3 separate regions of the Mus musculus genome follow, and regions 2 and 3 are each linked to region 1. A link is a contact called in public Hi-C data. All regions are on one chromosome and are shown on one strand. The core of a region is the stretch at or near the end of the contact, and the rest is flanking DNA. Distances in the headings are between cores, read along the strand shown. Region 1 has its middle 21 kb from the start of Nxt1. Region 2 has its middle 8.8 kb from the start of Gm36597. Region 3 has its middle 36 kb from the start of Gm36597.

Region 1 (5,104 bases), core at 1,201-3,700:
AAAAAAAAAAAGAAAGAAAAGCAAATAAGAAAAAGGTAAGAGCAAATAGGAAAATTTAGAAAGGCTAAGCTGACTTTTTTAGAACCAGAGCCAGAAATGTGATATGGGTATCCAGGAGTAGAGGGATGGTTCTGGACAATATTAAGGAGACAGAACAAGGCAGAGGGAGGAAAGAGCAATGAGAAGTGTCTTGTCTCAATGGTGTCAAGTCTCAGTGTAAGTGACAGGAGAATGGGGACAAATACTGTAACACAGAGTGAATCCCACTTTGATTTGGAGATGTTAAGTTGGTAGTGTTGGTTCTGAACAGTCAACACATAGTCAGCACACTAGGTTGATGAAGTGTACAGTAAAGGTGATTGGAGCAGAGCATCTACACAACCCACACAGTCCCTTTAAACAAACAGACTCTTAAGAATCACAGATAGACCTGGCTTCAAGCCAAAATGCTTATGCTTTCTTCTGCACACAAACTTATTTGTGTTTGCCAAGAAGGTGTCATTGGCATGAGAAGACTTGACCTCTGGAAAGACATAGGTTCTCCAAGAACTGGGAGGTTTAGTTGCATGAGGGTTTTCTTTGGTAGTTTTTCTTAAACAAGTTTTATTGGAAAATTCTGTAAGGGACCCAAAGCAAGGGTTCAGGAAGGCTAGAAGAATGATGTGACTGATGACAAGCTGGGAAGACAAAGACATGGTTAACAGATACACCCAACCTCAGCTTCTCTTCTGTTTTCCAGAGACCAGAAGAACCAGCTCGTCTCTTCCTTCCAAGAGCTTCATCAATAATCTTTGTACCACTTCTCACTATAAATCTCAAAAATGCAAGGCTTAATCTCTTCATCTCCCCATAGAAACTTTCAGACCTTAAATCTCATCTTGAGTAATTTGAGTATTTGTTGCACACACTTTTGTTTGGAAAAAAAAAACTCTCCTTGAAGAATTTAGTTGTGTGTGTGTCTGTGTGTCTGTGTGTGTGTGTGTGTGTTCACCCACACATGGGTGTAAGCTTGGAGTGAGAATTTTAATATGAATTCAGGTATCCCACAGATACCAAAAAAGGGTCACAGATCCTCTGGAGACACAGAGGGTCTTGTGAGCTGGTTGATATGACTGCTAGAAACCAAATAAAGGTCCTCTACAAAAGCAGTATGCACTCTTACCTGCTGAGCCACCTCTTGGGTCCCAGAAAAAAATAAAAGAATTACTTAAGGGACCATTTCCTTTTCTCTCTTTTTATTAATGCTTTTTCTTTTCTTCTTTTAAATTTTCAAACACTAGACCTATAAAGAAAGAATCATTTCTTCCATGGAATCAATAACATCTCTCTTAACCACCCATCCACACCTGTCCAGCCACATCCTTTCTTGCTTTGGACCCAACTCAATTAAGTGTGCAATTTAAAGGCATGAGAAATTATTTCTGGTGACTAGAGAGTAGGTATGTGATACAAAGGGCTCTGAACCTTATCCCTGGTGAATCAACTCTAGGGCACAAGGAAGATAGCATGCCCTGGAATCTGCTTCTGCTGAAGTTAAAAAAAAAAAAAAAAAAAAAAAAAAAAAAAGATACTCCACAGATAGGCTGTCTCAGGAACCCCACCTCCACGCCACCCCTACTCCTTACCTGCACTGACACTTGCAAGCAAGGTCCTTCTCAAATATGACCAGTGTTTGGTTATTGAAGAGAACAGCATCAATCCTATGATCATCTATACTAATCTTTGAGGACTTTTATTAAAGTTAATTACTATTTACTATGGTAAAACATCATTCCTTGAATAAATGCGGTTTATAACTCTGGGTCTTTACTTTGTATTTTTGTTATTATTATTATTATTTTTCAAAGCCTTCTACTATCAATCATAGCTATGGAGCTATAATGAATGAAAGACAACCAACAGATGAATAAAGACAAATAAATAATTCAGAACCCAGATGTCATTTGCCTTTGCCTCTCTCCTCTCTCCAGAGCCAGCTGGGTCCCGTTTCTCTCATTTTCATTCCTTTACTAAATAAGCTTTTTCAGCCTGTTCCGGAGAGGTAAATAAAAATGAATAATTCAGTCTCCCATCTCATTTGTCCTCCCCCTCAGGGAACCAGAGTCCTCTTTTGTTTTCTGTCAATCTCTGGTTAAATAACATTAGCACTAGTCCTGCATTCTTTTTCCAGTCTCTGCCTAGGAGATGGCTTGCTATGCCCACCAACCATTCCTGGGAGGGGAGTACGTGTTGGGGGGGGGGGGGGGAAGGGTGTCTCAGATGTGACCAGATTGCCTTTGCATACAAGCTTTCTTTCTTGTTTAATGAGAATTCAGGTTGATGATTGTATATTGAGATGTTTCAGGACAGGGTTCTTAATACTTACCAAGGGCTATGGAACTCCCTAGAGTGACTAAAAAGTCTCTTGCCATCCTGGAAAACTTGGGTGGCCCCACTAGGTTCTTCCTGACTGTCAGGCCTGAGTCTGACCACTTAGTTGCTATAGTGACCAGCTCAGTGTCTCATCCCTTCTCTCAAGACTGCAGGCCTCCATTCTTAGTGTGTTGGGAATCTGAACAGGAAAATATGCTAATGACTCCCTTTTCTGGATCTATGACTAAATTCTCCATCATTGATCTTTCAGAATCAGAATATCTCTGATTCCCTATGAAGATGTGTCTCCATGAGTCAACCATATGATTTTATTTCTAGGTATTTCAATCATTTAAGTGTCCCTGGTGACTGCATAAGCTGATTCATTACATCTCTGCAAGCTCCCTGCACTCAATTTAGTACTGAAAATAGCACTGCCTTTTCATGTTACGTGCTGTTTCCACTTTCCCCTCCTACTGGAAGTACAATAAATTCTAATATTCAACAGATAGATGACCCTATGGAGAAATACAGCTAACATTTTAGTAGCTATAAAACCAAGTAACCCTCAGGAAAGCATATAATATGGTATGATCGGCATGGCTACTCTTTATGATGAGATGCCTCTAGGCCAGATTGTTATGGTCTGGGTATGAAATATTCCCTGATGACCCATGCGTGAAAGGCCTAGCCACCTGTATTAGCTACTTTTCTGTTGCTGTGATAAAATACTGACCAAAAACTACTTATAAAAGAAAGAGTTGATTTTAGCTTATATATTTTAGCTTAGATTGTAGCATTGTAGACTCTATAGGGAGTCTACAATGGTAGGGGAGGCATCACAGTAGGTGGCTGGAAAGGAAGCTGAGACACATCTTCAACAGCAAAGCAGAAAGTGGTTATAGGTTAGAGGTATAAACTCTCAAAGCCCATTCCCAATGGCATACTTCCTCCAGAAAGCTGTACCTCTTAAAGGTTCTACAACCTCCCAGACAGTGCTACACACTGGGGACCAAGTATTCAAATACTTGGTTAATAACTATGGGGAACAGTTCTCATTCAAACCACATTGTCTCATTCAGACTTTCTACAATAATTCCTGCTTCTCAGTATAGTTCTGTGCATGTTTTATTCTACTTTCTGGGGAGTCTTTGAGAAAATGTCCAAGCTTTTTATCTTTATGGGACATAGCATGGCTTGGGCTCTGACTTGATTGTGTATTAATCCCTTGATGGATTCATAATATAAAAGCATCATTGGGGTATGTTGTAAGGTAAGGGATGGGGCTTAACTGGAGTAAAGGGGTCACTAGGGATGTATCTTTTCAGCCCCTTCTCTTTACTTCCTGGTCATCATGGGTAACCTAATTTGTTCCCCCACATATTCCCACAGCCTCACCTCAGGACCAAGGCAAGGGTGGCATCCAACCATGGCTATGCCCCAACATGCTGCATGACATATAAGAAGAACAAAGTGGAGTTATGTGAACAACTGCTTACAAGCTAGCTCTAGTCACTGTTGTAGGCAGAAGCCACGTTGTTAGCCTTCATACTGCAAATGCAGATGGGCCTGACTGTAATTCTTAGACTTTACTTTGATGACCTCTAACAACTTAGACCAGAATTCTGCAGACAAAATATATTTGTAATTCTTTCTCACTTAAACGCACCTGGCTTCATGGGGTTGGGGCAGAGGAGTTATCAACACCTAGCCATGTGACTCTATCCACTTGCTGGGAACTTTTCTTTTTCTTTCTTTCCTTTTTTTTTTTTTTTTGTTTGTTTGTTTTTATTTCCAAAGATTTATTCATTTTATTTCATTTTTTATTTCTTTACTGGAAACTTTTCTAAGAAGAGGCTACCTTTAATTCTATGAAGTGTTAAAGCCAGTGTTGTAGCTATAGTGTAACTATCAAGGAGCAAAGGAAGGTTCTGGAAAAAAGCTTGTTGTCCCTGGTCTTTTTTTCCCTTCTAATCCAAATCCCCCAATGCTGTAGTTTGGATAGGTAAAGCTTGTTAATCCTCATGGTCATCTTGACTGGATCAGAATGAATTAGAGGCTACTCCTCTGGGTGTGCCTGAGGGATATTTCCAGAGAGGTTGAATTGTGAATGTGAAGGTCTTTCCTACACATGGACTGTGGGAAGCCACATGTGCCGTTGCAGAGTGGCACTGACTACTGCTGGCCACCACGCATAAGTTTGGACAAACAACCAATGTGTACATATGCAGTAAAGTTTTTTCAAAGACACTGCCTGGCCCGGGCATGATAATGAGGCTTTGGGAGTATAACCAATCAGATGTGAGACATGCAAATGAGGTATGATAATGAGGCTCTGTGAGGTACAGAGAGAGAGAGAGTAGCCAATCAGATGAGGAACATGCAAATGAGGCTTAGTACATAACCAATCTGGGTGTGAGACACGCCTCTCCTAGGCCTATATAAGCAGCACCAATTCTGGGCTTGGGGTCTCTTCGCCTCTGCAATAAAGCTCTCCCAATAAACGTGTGCAGAAGGATCCTGTTGCAGCGTCGTTACTACTGGCCAGTCCTGCGCGCGCAAGAATGGACAGCACCTTCCCATGGCAGGATGCTCAGAAGAATGAAAGGAAAAGGGGGAGAAAGTGTTCTAAGCACCAGCATTCAACTCCCTTTGATTCCTGACTGTGGACTCATAACCAGCTGTCTCATGTTCCCTCCACTGGAGTTGCAAGATGTTCAAGGCACAATATACCTTTCCTTCTTTAGGCTAG
Region 2 (5,104 bases), core at 1,735-4,234, 490 kb before region 1:
CGACATCATCCCAGACACTAAATCTGGAGCGCCCAGCTGTGTTCTCAGCTGTACTGAAAGAATGAGGGATTTTTCTGTCTCAAGGTCACTTGTGGCTTCATTATTAAACTAGCAAGAAGAGTGGGATGAAGCCAAGGGAGCAAGGCCTTGAACTGCAGCAGCTGTGGCTCCCATTGTAATAGTTTTAAAGGTTTTTGCGACTGCCAGAATACTTTAATTTGATTGCCCCACATTACCCTCCGGATGTGGGGTGCTGATGTGTGCTCCTGAACACGCCAAGCCACTGTGTGAATCTCCTCACTCCTCCGACTCCTTGATCCTTCTGGCCCCACAGACCCAAGGCCAACCACCCTGTGTCTTCTTTCCTGGGTGGCAGCATCTTGCTGAGTATTCTTTCTTGGTTCCAATCATGTATTCTCACTTAGACTGAATGCTTCAATGCTGCACAAGTCACTGCTTGCCACACGCCACAGATCCTCATCTTTATACTGCATGTGGATGACTCAAAAAGGCACCTTTCCCATGCAGTAGAAGCTTATGGAGAAGAGATTTTCATTTAGCTCTTCTTTCAGCCACCTCACCTATTGTGTTACCTCCCAAAGCCATTGGCTTTTCCTAGGCTCCTCACTATGGAAGAATCACGGTGTCTGCCATTGCCCATGTCCAACCCATTCGGACCCCCCGAAGTTCTGCTTTATCCACTGCCTCTCGATATAGACAGACACAGGGACACAGATTACATCATCATTTGCCTTCCCTGTGTCTCCCTGAAAAGATCAGCTAACCCAGCCCATAGAGGTGAACGAGATCATGTCTATGTCTCACAGAGCAATGTCTCCAAGACAAAAGAACAAGACATACAAAAATGAACCTCTCTTCCTCCTGGTCCTTCCTGTCCTCAAAGGCCATCCTGAGTCCAGACTTTCTCTACTCACCCACAGAGCAGCTGCTGCTTTTGTCTTAGCCTCCTTCACCTTCTCACACCATCTTGCTGCTCTGGAGCTCTGAGAACAGGTAGATTCCAAGCTACTGAGCAGGCAGTATGTAAGAGAGAGACACAGTTACTGAACTTGCTGCATGCACATTAGGTACAAGCCATGTCATAAACCTGGGGAAGAGGTCAGTCTTTTTTTTCTGCTCTTTACAATGATTAGTGCCCATCAACCTTCTGTCTTAACTCCTAAACATCCCAGAAGTCCCTTGTCTCCTTTGCATTTATGCATCCTTACTTTCATACTTCCATTGGCATTATCCACTTAGATTGTTGTCAGATACAGGATACAAAACGTTGCTCAGCTTTCAGGTCATCCACAGGCACATACACAAAAGATTCTTTCTGAGATACAAGATGAGCCTCATCTCTCTATTTAGAACATTCCACTGCCTCCAACCTTGTCCTGAACGTTAGAATCTATGTACTCATAGGATGAAGGCTTTTAGGATGTACTTTTCCAGTAATGTCTCTGGTGCCCTGTTCTCTACCTCTCTTTTATACACCTGCAGTAGCTTCTGCTTTCAATTCCCAGGTAGCATATCAGCATGATATCATCCATGAGCAAGAGCAGATGCTCTGACAATCTCACAATGTGGTAGAGGCTTTTTTTTTGCTAAGCATTTAGGACAGCTGTCTTAGTGTGAGTCCTGTGGCTATAGGTTCTGATACAAGGATTTAGGTGTGAAGTGCATTTGGAGGACTAGCCAGGAAGTTCTAGGAAGTTAATGCAGAAGTGAGGCAAGATGATCAGGTAGTCACAGGGAAGGTAAGGATGCTATCTATCTCTGGTGTGTGTGTGTGTGTGTGTATGTGTGTGTGTGTGTGTGTGTGTGTGTGTGTGTGTGCGCGCGCGCGCGCGCGCGTGTGTACGCATTTAAATCTCTAGAATGTCACGCACCAGGCTGCTGTGAAGTGAATCTGGAAGGCATGCAGAGCTGTGGGAGGGCTTCTAAGCATGAATGCTGCAATTGGGGAATTGTAAAAGAGAGCAGCTCAGACATACTCTACTTCAGGCTTATGAAAGGGACAGAAATACAGTCTTCCGCCTGTATTTCTGAGGGGCTGGCTTCAGGACCTCATCAGATACCCAAATCTTTGGGCCAGAATTTAAATTCCCAGTCTATGGGAGTTATCTCATTCAAATAACACACTGGGGAATCTGTGAAGTGATGGCGATCACTGCAGGATGTTGTTTAATGTCACTCTATCCATTTAGCATGTGAGGAACTTCAAAGTCAAGGTTTGCTTTTGAAATTTTTTTAAATGAATGTTTTGATCCACAGCTGTTTGATCCAGGAATCCCTGAATGTGACAGGCAGGCTAAGGCAAGAGAAAGCAATGGGTGTCAGAGTAGAAGTCTCATGTTCAGAAGATCACAAAAAGGAAGTGCTGGGGTTTCTGAGTTAAGAGCAGGAATCCAACCAAATGCATGATTGCCTACAGGAAAACAATGAATGCATCATAGGCAGTGGATAAGTCACTGGCAGGTGTTGAGAGCCATTCCTCCTGTCTCTAAGATCAGATTCTCCAGGAGATCTGGAGCCCTTGGGTAACTTAGATAAACAGAAGTCTGCATGCTAACAGGTTTTAGCTGCATTTGCTAATGTTACAGGGTCTTCAACTTCCACTAGCTTCCAGTTAAGCACTCTAAATGCCACTGGCATTGTCACAAAGAAGTCATTATCCCGACCCTGGGAACCTTCCCCTCAAAGAAGAGGGGCCTCAAGTCTAATTAGAAAGTATTTGACTACAGCACAATAGTCATACCACTATTGCACCAAAGGCAAGTTAGTGATGGAGGATGCAGGCTCCAGCCTTGGGTAATAACAGTGATTTCTTTTCTTCCTCAGGAGTCTGCCTGCATAGCACCTTCTGGTGCTACAAAAGCTAGCCAGCAGGGAAGAACTTTCTGAGCCGTTAGAAACTGATTTCTCTATGTGCTGGTAGTCTAATTTCCAGCTTGAGAAATTATGCAGAACATCTTCCAAGTCTTCTTGGAGCCACCAAACAAATTTAGTTCAGTCTTGGAGTGAGTGCCAAGACAGGAAACCTAAGAAGAGAATAATTCCACCCACTGACAAATCTTAGGGGTTATGGGCTAAGATGTTGGAGCTCGGGAACTGGGGCAACCCGGGTCACCAAAGCCAGCAGGTTCTAGCTGTGGCTGGAGCTGCTGTGGTGAACTCTGGCTGCTTCAGAATTCCTCCTCCCTTGGCTTCTGTCCTCTCTGTCAGAATGGACAGAGAAGGCCAAGTGAGAAGCAGAGAGCAGCCCTGTCTACATGGCTGAGAGATGCTAAGCTCACTGACCACAAGTCAACCAGCACCTTATGTAGAAGGTACCATGGGATGACTCTAGCATTGTCTTCCAATCTAGCTTTCTGCTGAAGGGCATAATGCCCTTGCTTGCACAAAGACCTCTGGATAGCACAGTTTCTTTGGTTAGTTAAGTCTCATTGGTTGCCGTATGAATTAAACTGATGTAATGAAATTCATGATTTGCATGAGCCCAGATGCCTGCACCATGTGAGTTGATTATAATACACAAACAGAAAAAAAGGAAATCCATCAAATGTAGAAGCAGTTGTTACCACAGGCTGAGGGTGAGCCAGATCCTTCTGTTCAGTGGAGTGAGAGAACTTATTGATTTCTGGGCTCAGTTGGACATGCTGATCCAAATACTCAATTAATTGACTCTGAGTATTAAAATAATGAGGACTGAGAGAAGGAGGAGGGTGATTTTCATAAAACACAGAATTGTCCCAACTCTCCTTAGTGGGTGAGAATGGGGAAAGGGTTTTTAGTCATTTTTTTTCTTTAGTAGTCCATTAAAAAAATAAATCATGCATAAGGATCACACTGATTTTTAACGTGATACTGGATTTATTATTTCGATCGAAGCTCCTAACATCTGTTTTGTGACACTCAGGGTATAGCCATGGCAGATTGTGTTCTTAAACTCACACAGTTAAGAGGAGTTGGGTCACACACTAGGATCTGGATGTCCTGGAGTTAGGTCCTTCTCCTGCTTGTCTTTGTACTCTCAAGTCCTGGAATGGAAACTCAGGACACTCCAAAGGGAGATAGCAAGGCAGACTTGGCATGCCTCAAGGAAAGGTGGTACATCATGATGCAGGACAAAGTTAAGAGTGACCTTGAAGAGACTAGTCTGCACAAGTGAGAGTCAGACTACAGAAATGACACAGCTTCTGGGACAGACTCCATTTCTGATTCCAGACATCCGGGCACCTTCCCCGCCAGAGGAGAGGGGTCCACTTGGAAGGGCTCTGACCACCAGAGCAGGTGAGAAAGCCATGTTTTGTCCCATGTCCCTCAAAGACCAGTCTGTGCAGGTGAGCGTGCACACTGCAGAGGCAACACATCTTCTAGGACAGGCTCTGTTTCGGGCCTTCATCTTCAGCCAGGAGGCAGGTCTGAATGCCAGATATCTGTGCACCTTCCCTACAAGAGGAGAGCTTGCCTGCAGAGAGCACTCTGACCACTGAGATTCAGGAGAGAGCTAGACTCCCAGATCAGCTGACAGAGGCTAACAGAATCACAGGAGGAATAAGCTCCAACCAGAGACAACTATAAAAACTAACTCTAGAGATTACCAGATGGGAAAAGGCAAATGTAAGAATCTTACTAACAGAAACCAAGACTACTCACCATCATCAGAACCCAGCACTCCCACCTCAGCCAGTCCTGGATACCCTGACTCACCCGAAAAGCAAGACTCAGATTTAAAATTATATCTCATGATGCTGGTAGAGGACATCAAGAAGGGCTTTAATAACTCACTTAAAGAAATACAGAAGAACACTGCTAAAGAGGTAGAAGTCCTTAAAGAAATACAGGAAAACACAACCAAACAGGTGATAAAATTGAACAAAACCATACAAGACCTAAAAAGGGAAGTAGAAACAATAAATAAAACAATGAGACAATGCTGGAGATAGAAACCCTAGGAAAGAAATCTGGAACCATAGATTTGAGCATCAGCAACAGAATACAAGAGATGGAAGAGAGAATCTCAGGTACAGAAGATTCCATAGAGAACATGGGCACATACAAGAAGTCTACAGAACTCCAAATAGACTTGACCTGAAAA
Region 3 (5,104 bases), core at 1,336-3,835, 440 kb before region 1:
AAAGCCAGCAGACACTCACAGATGCTTGCTTCCAGCAGCTGTTGGCTTGTGGTACAAGGTGCTACAATAGAGCATGCCAGCAGCTGCTAACATCTGTATTTGTTTGTGGAAACTCCATCCTCACTATAGCTGCTGCTTTCTCACTGTTTCGGGTGTCTGCTTTCCTTTCTCTATCATCCTAGACTGCTTCTCTGTGTTTCCTTCCATGTCTTTAAACTAGAACACCAAGATTAGCTATAATCAAATGGAATAACAGGGCATTTCTGTGTATAAAATTCTCACATATACAAAAAATATGACTCAAATTATCAAAATAGACTTGGGTTGATATGCAGATATTGCACTCATTTATCATGAGAAAAAGCAAGACTTTGGGTTAAGTTATTATATAGACTCTAGACTTCTCAGAATCTACCTGAAGTCCCAGCCTGGATTGTATCTGTCCAAGTTCTGAACCACTCATTCATCCATGGACATCCCTGTCTCTATGTCAGGGCACTGAGATGCAAATAATAACAAAGGTAGTTGATGATCATGCAACTAGAACAAAAGGATAGATAATGCCCAGAGACATGAAATATGTAACAGCAATTTGCAGAAAGCATGTCAGGTTGATTGCCATGCATTCACAAAGAAAAATGTCTTTTCTCCCCTGATAATTCAATAAAAAAAGAAATTGGTCTTCATAGGAGCCCAGTACAGCAAAGATTTCTTTGAGCATGCACAATCCTAGAAATGGAATAAACACTGTCAAGAGTTGAGATGATAAGTTCTGAGACTGTGGCATTGACATCACTGTCCCAGGTTTAGCAGACTTCGTTCTAATGGCCATCCTGCCCTGTCCATCAGTGTGGCCAGCTCATCCACTCTCTTAGCTTCTGCTCTATGGTTTCCAGGCACTTTTATACTTTTGTTTCTTCTACACATGGAAATCGTGACTTTAAATGGCACCATATCCAACAGAGAAACAGAGACTGGTAGAGAATACTCCTTTCTAATTTTGTCTCTTTTCTACCCGAGACACTTGATGATCACTTTCTTTCATCCTGTGACATACAACTACTTGTCTTTATTTCTGATGTACTGTCTTCTCCTCTGAGAGGTTGCCTGGGGATACCCAAGCAAACTGCTTATGTATTTGAGTCACTGTCAGCTTCGGGGTAGGGAGGCTCAATCTTATAAGACCACCTCTTATTACCATAAAACTGAGTTATGTTTTGACTGCACAAACATGTATATTCCCTGAGGGTGGACAGGTGTGATTTGTGTATCTCATCCATACTTAGTCAATAGTACCATATGGTAGACCCTTCAAGTATTCTGTGAACTTATCAAACATATGTGGTATTAGCATCACATGGTCCTCTGTATCTGCAGGATTCTTGTTCATGTACTCAGACAGCTGCAAAGGGAAAAGTTTTACAGTGCTGGGTGAGTTGAAAATATAAGCATTGTCTTCTTATTGTTCCTTACCCAATTTAGTAGAACAAGTATTTACAAAAAGTTATCACAAGGAAGTGTTTGAAATGATATGTGTGGGATCCAAGTGGAGACAGAGTTGGGTGGGGAGGAGGTGTGGGATGTGGAGCAGTCGGAGGGAGGATGGGGAGGGGTAGGGGTGTAATATAGAGTGCAAAAAATGAATTACAAATAAAATAAAATTTAAAAAAATATGACCATTTTCTGCAAAGGTCAATTTGGTATTCAGAGGTTCCTAGAACCACTTCTTTATAGATTCGGAAGGACATATATTCCCATTTTTAAGTTAAGACACCAGAGTTGAAGGGCAGGGTTGCGGAAGTCAGCAGAGTCAAGCCTGCCAGGTGGATTTGCTAGAAGTTAGCTCGTTGGCTTGAAGGCATGGTGCTCAATTCCAGCCCTGTTTAACCTAGCCTGTATTGCAGCTGGGTCAGTGTGTCTAGAGTAAGGAAGGCTGTTCTGCAGTAGGATTGTTAAACCGTCAAAGGGTAGCCATCTATGCTATTTACTCTTTGCTCCTTTTCTCTTTCATGGGCTGCCGGGGAACCCAAATCCAAAAATATGCTCACTTGTAGAACACTTGACTTTATTCTATGTAGTTTTTTTTCTCTCGGCTACTTTTTAAAATTAATGGGATATACTTCTTTATGTCCCATTTATTTTAAAAAGTTTACTTTCATTAATCATGTTTCCCTACATGCATTGCAAAATGCTTCTTGTGGACTCTCAAAGAGAATCCAAGGAAGAAGGAAGTGGAGTCATGCCACAGAGCTGAGTAGTAATATTTGGTGGTAGTCATTGTCTCACTTGAGCTCTGGCTTCTGTTTGGGTCTAGGAGTCCCTCTTCTGTATTTGGAAATTCAGTTTCATTTGGGTAATTAGAGACTAAGAACACAGGATGCCTTTCACATGCAGCTGCCTAAGCCAGTGTTAGCAGATCGCAGAAACTTCAGGGTGGCCTGCACTTTTCCTCTCCTTTGCATGTCTAATGGCTCCCAGCTGTGGTCTCCCACTGCCCAGCCTCTGGGAAACCACACACTGATAGGACCTGGGCTTTGAATCTTGCAGCACTTGCCACTTGATTTTTAAGTGAAGAATGCTCAAAATAACTGCTCTTGCAAAGGAGAGGCACTTAGGGACACTTCCACACACAGAGCACTGCCAATGACTCATAATCAGGATATAAAAAGAAAAAAAACCCTGCCTGCCTGCTAAGGATTAATTCTTTTCTTATCCTTTGATTTTTATTCCCTCAAAGACAATTTTAGTCACAGTGACAATTTCACTTGTAATGTTTCATGGACATGTTCTAAGATTCTCTTCTCTCTTCTAGAAAGGCATATTTTGTATTCTCATTATCTAAAGACCCCTGCCTACAAAGTCTGACACTTCAGAAGGTTTTGAACTGCCCTATATCTATTTATATCTGTATATATCTATATCTATATCTATATCTATATCTATATCTATATCTATATCTATATCTATATCTATATCTATATCTATATCTATATCTATATCTATATCATCTATATTCTGTTCTTTCTTATTGGCTTGTGCTGGAAACCTCATGGGGCTCACTTGATTTTATATTGATAAAGTAGATATGGTCCCAAGCTACTTCAAATGTGAATGAGAAGTAGGCTGTAAATAAAGAGTGGCATTTGGGTTAATTCTAGGGGGTGTGGTCAACCCATTTCTGCCAGGGGAAGGAAGATATCCAATTTTAAAGGAAATCATGGAGACTCCTGTGAAGAAAATGGAATGACAGACAGTGCAAGAGGAAATAAGAGAGTCATCTTGGACATCAAAGCCTAAAAGAAAGGACCATCGCTAGCATGGATGGCAGCTATAAGATAAGAGACAGATTTGGCTCCAGGACAATGGCATCCTCAACAAGGCCTACTAATATGAAGATAAGTCTGCCTTAAGCAGCCACCCAATGCCCAAACCCCATGGATGTGGGCAGCAAGCTGTGGCAGTCTCACTCCATACAGATAGGCACAGGAAGAGGGGCAGAGAAGAAAAGAAAGAAGGAGGAGAAGAGGGAAAGAGAAGGAAAGAAGGTAGGAGGAGGCAGTGGTGGCAAGGAGGAAAATCCCAGGTAGAAAGGAGTGAAGCAATGAGCAGCTGGAGACCAGCTCACCTAAAAGCTGCTTTCAAGTCAAATAATGTATGTAAGACCTTGAGGTCTTACTCACAAGTTGTGTATAGGTAACTTCAAGTTCAGGATTGTGATGAAACAAACTTCATTACAATCCAGTAATTCACACACCACTAAAATGACTGATAGCAATACTAGAATCAGCTGTGATTTCATTGTGGTTTGCTTCTGGCTCTGTTGGAAGGTGGTGGAACCTTTCTGAGGTGGGGCCCACTGGGAGGTTTTATATCATTGGACATGTTTGAATACGAAATGTCCTCCACCTCAGGCTTATGTGTTAAATGCTTGTGTACTAACAGAAGGCAATATTTGGAGAGGCTGTCGAATCTTTTTGAGTTAGGGCTTAGCTTGAGAAAGTAGGTCACAGGGGCGGGGAGCATGCTTGCAGACTTCGTGTCTCTGCGTACTTCCTGTTCTGCTCTCTGTTTCCTGATCTGCTGTGGGTCATCAGTCACCCATGAACTAACCTGTTCAGCTGTTTCTTCCTGCCACGATGGACTAAAGCCATCTGTAACCATGAGCCTAAGCAAATTCTTCCCTGAGGAAGTTGTTTCTTTCTAGTATTTACAGTCACATAAATGTGACTCCTGCCTTCTTTTACTTTCCTGAAACATACATAGAGTAAAGAAGGAAGATCCTCAAGTCTCGTCAATGTCACCCAGCAAAGAATAGGGTTTGCAGTGAAAGTGGATCTAAAATAACAAAATGCTCCAAGCAGAATCCTATATTGGTTCGACACCATGAAAAACCAGAAATAAGAGCCAGACTTCTCACAATCCTAGACTTAAAAGGAAAGATAACTGCCTTAAAAGGAAAGAAGACCTGCATCTGCAACCCCTACAGATCAGAGTCACGCACTCATTTCTTCTGCCCATTTCTCAGATCAGAAAAGCAAGATCCTGAGAGGCTCTGTGACTATGTTTCTCCTGACCCAGACCTTTATGTGTGGATAGACTCAGAAACCCAAGGAAATCTGCAGGCTGAAGAGAAAGGCTGCCACATTCTGGGTTGTCCTCCCTCGTATAAAGTGGCAGTCTTGTAGAATTTTACTAAGTCTGGTGGTTTCAAGGATTTGTTTGGGAGTTTTTCAGGTACAAATAATTCAGATGGCCCATGAGGCTCATCAGCACCATATATTGAGTCTCAGTGAGTCAGTCACAGGGGAAGACAATTGATTCTCAATGGGGAGTGAGCCAGCTTCAGGTATCCCACAAACTGGCCTCTGTGATATCACAGAATGACTGTCAGGTTCTTAGTTTTAATCAGAGAGGAACGAACTCAGTGGGTCCTTTCAAATTTCTGTTTCTACTCAGTGTATGAGTGTTTGGCTGCATGTATGTGGCTCCATGAGGTGTATGCCAGGTTCCCATGGAGGGAATTAGATCCCTTGGAACTGGAATTAAAGATGGATATAAGCCATGATATAAGTCCTGGAAACTGAACCCGAGTCTTCTGTAAGAG

The links. A called contact is a pair of places that touch in the nucleus more often than the background predicts.
Region 2: a Hi-C map of cortical neurons shows a contact between it and region 1. The contact joins two enhancer-like sites. A contact is called at or near these places in 9 of 39 promoter capture datasets (the 3T3-L1 cell line, 3T3-L1-derived adipocytes, the C10 cell line and 6 more) and 2 of 484 Hi-C or Micro-C datasets (bone marrow-derived macrophages and cortical neurons).
Region 3: a Hi-C map of cortical neurons shows a contact between it and region 1, with 4 times the contacts expected there. The contact joins two enhancer-like sites. A contact is called at or near these places in 5 of 484 Hi-C or Micro-C datasets (cerebral cortex, cortical neurons and embryonic fibroblasts).

What each region holds. Positions count from the first base shown.
Region 1 is chr2:148,648,706-148,653,809 of GRCm38.p6, forward strand. No RefSeq gene overlaps it. Among named protein-coding and RNA genes, the nearest start is that of Nxt1, 21 kb to the right of the region's middle. Within about 2 kb of position 2,451, at least 17 of the 459 cell types and tissues checked have an H3K27ac peak or open chromatin away from gene starts, as enhancers often do. A contact at or near this core is called in cortical neurons, where this site is marked.
Region 2 is chr2:148,159,262-148,164,365 of GRCm38.p6, forward strand. No RefSeq gene overlaps it. Among named protein-coding and RNA genes, the nearest start is that of Gm36597, 8.8 kb to the right of the region's middle. Within about 2 kb of position 2,985, at least 9 of the 459 cell types and tissues checked have an H3K27ac peak or open chromatin away from gene starts, as enhancers often do. A contact at or near this core is called in cortical neurons, where this site is marked.
Region 3 is chr2:148,204,291-148,209,394 of GRCm38.p6, forward strand. No RefSeq gene overlaps it. Among named protein-coding and RNA genes, the nearest start is that of Gm36597, 36 kb to the left of the region's middle. Within about 2 kb of position 2,586, at least 38 of the 459 cell types and tissues checked have an H3K27ac peak or open chromatin away from gene starts, as enhancers often do. A contact at or near this core is called in cortical neurons, where this site is marked.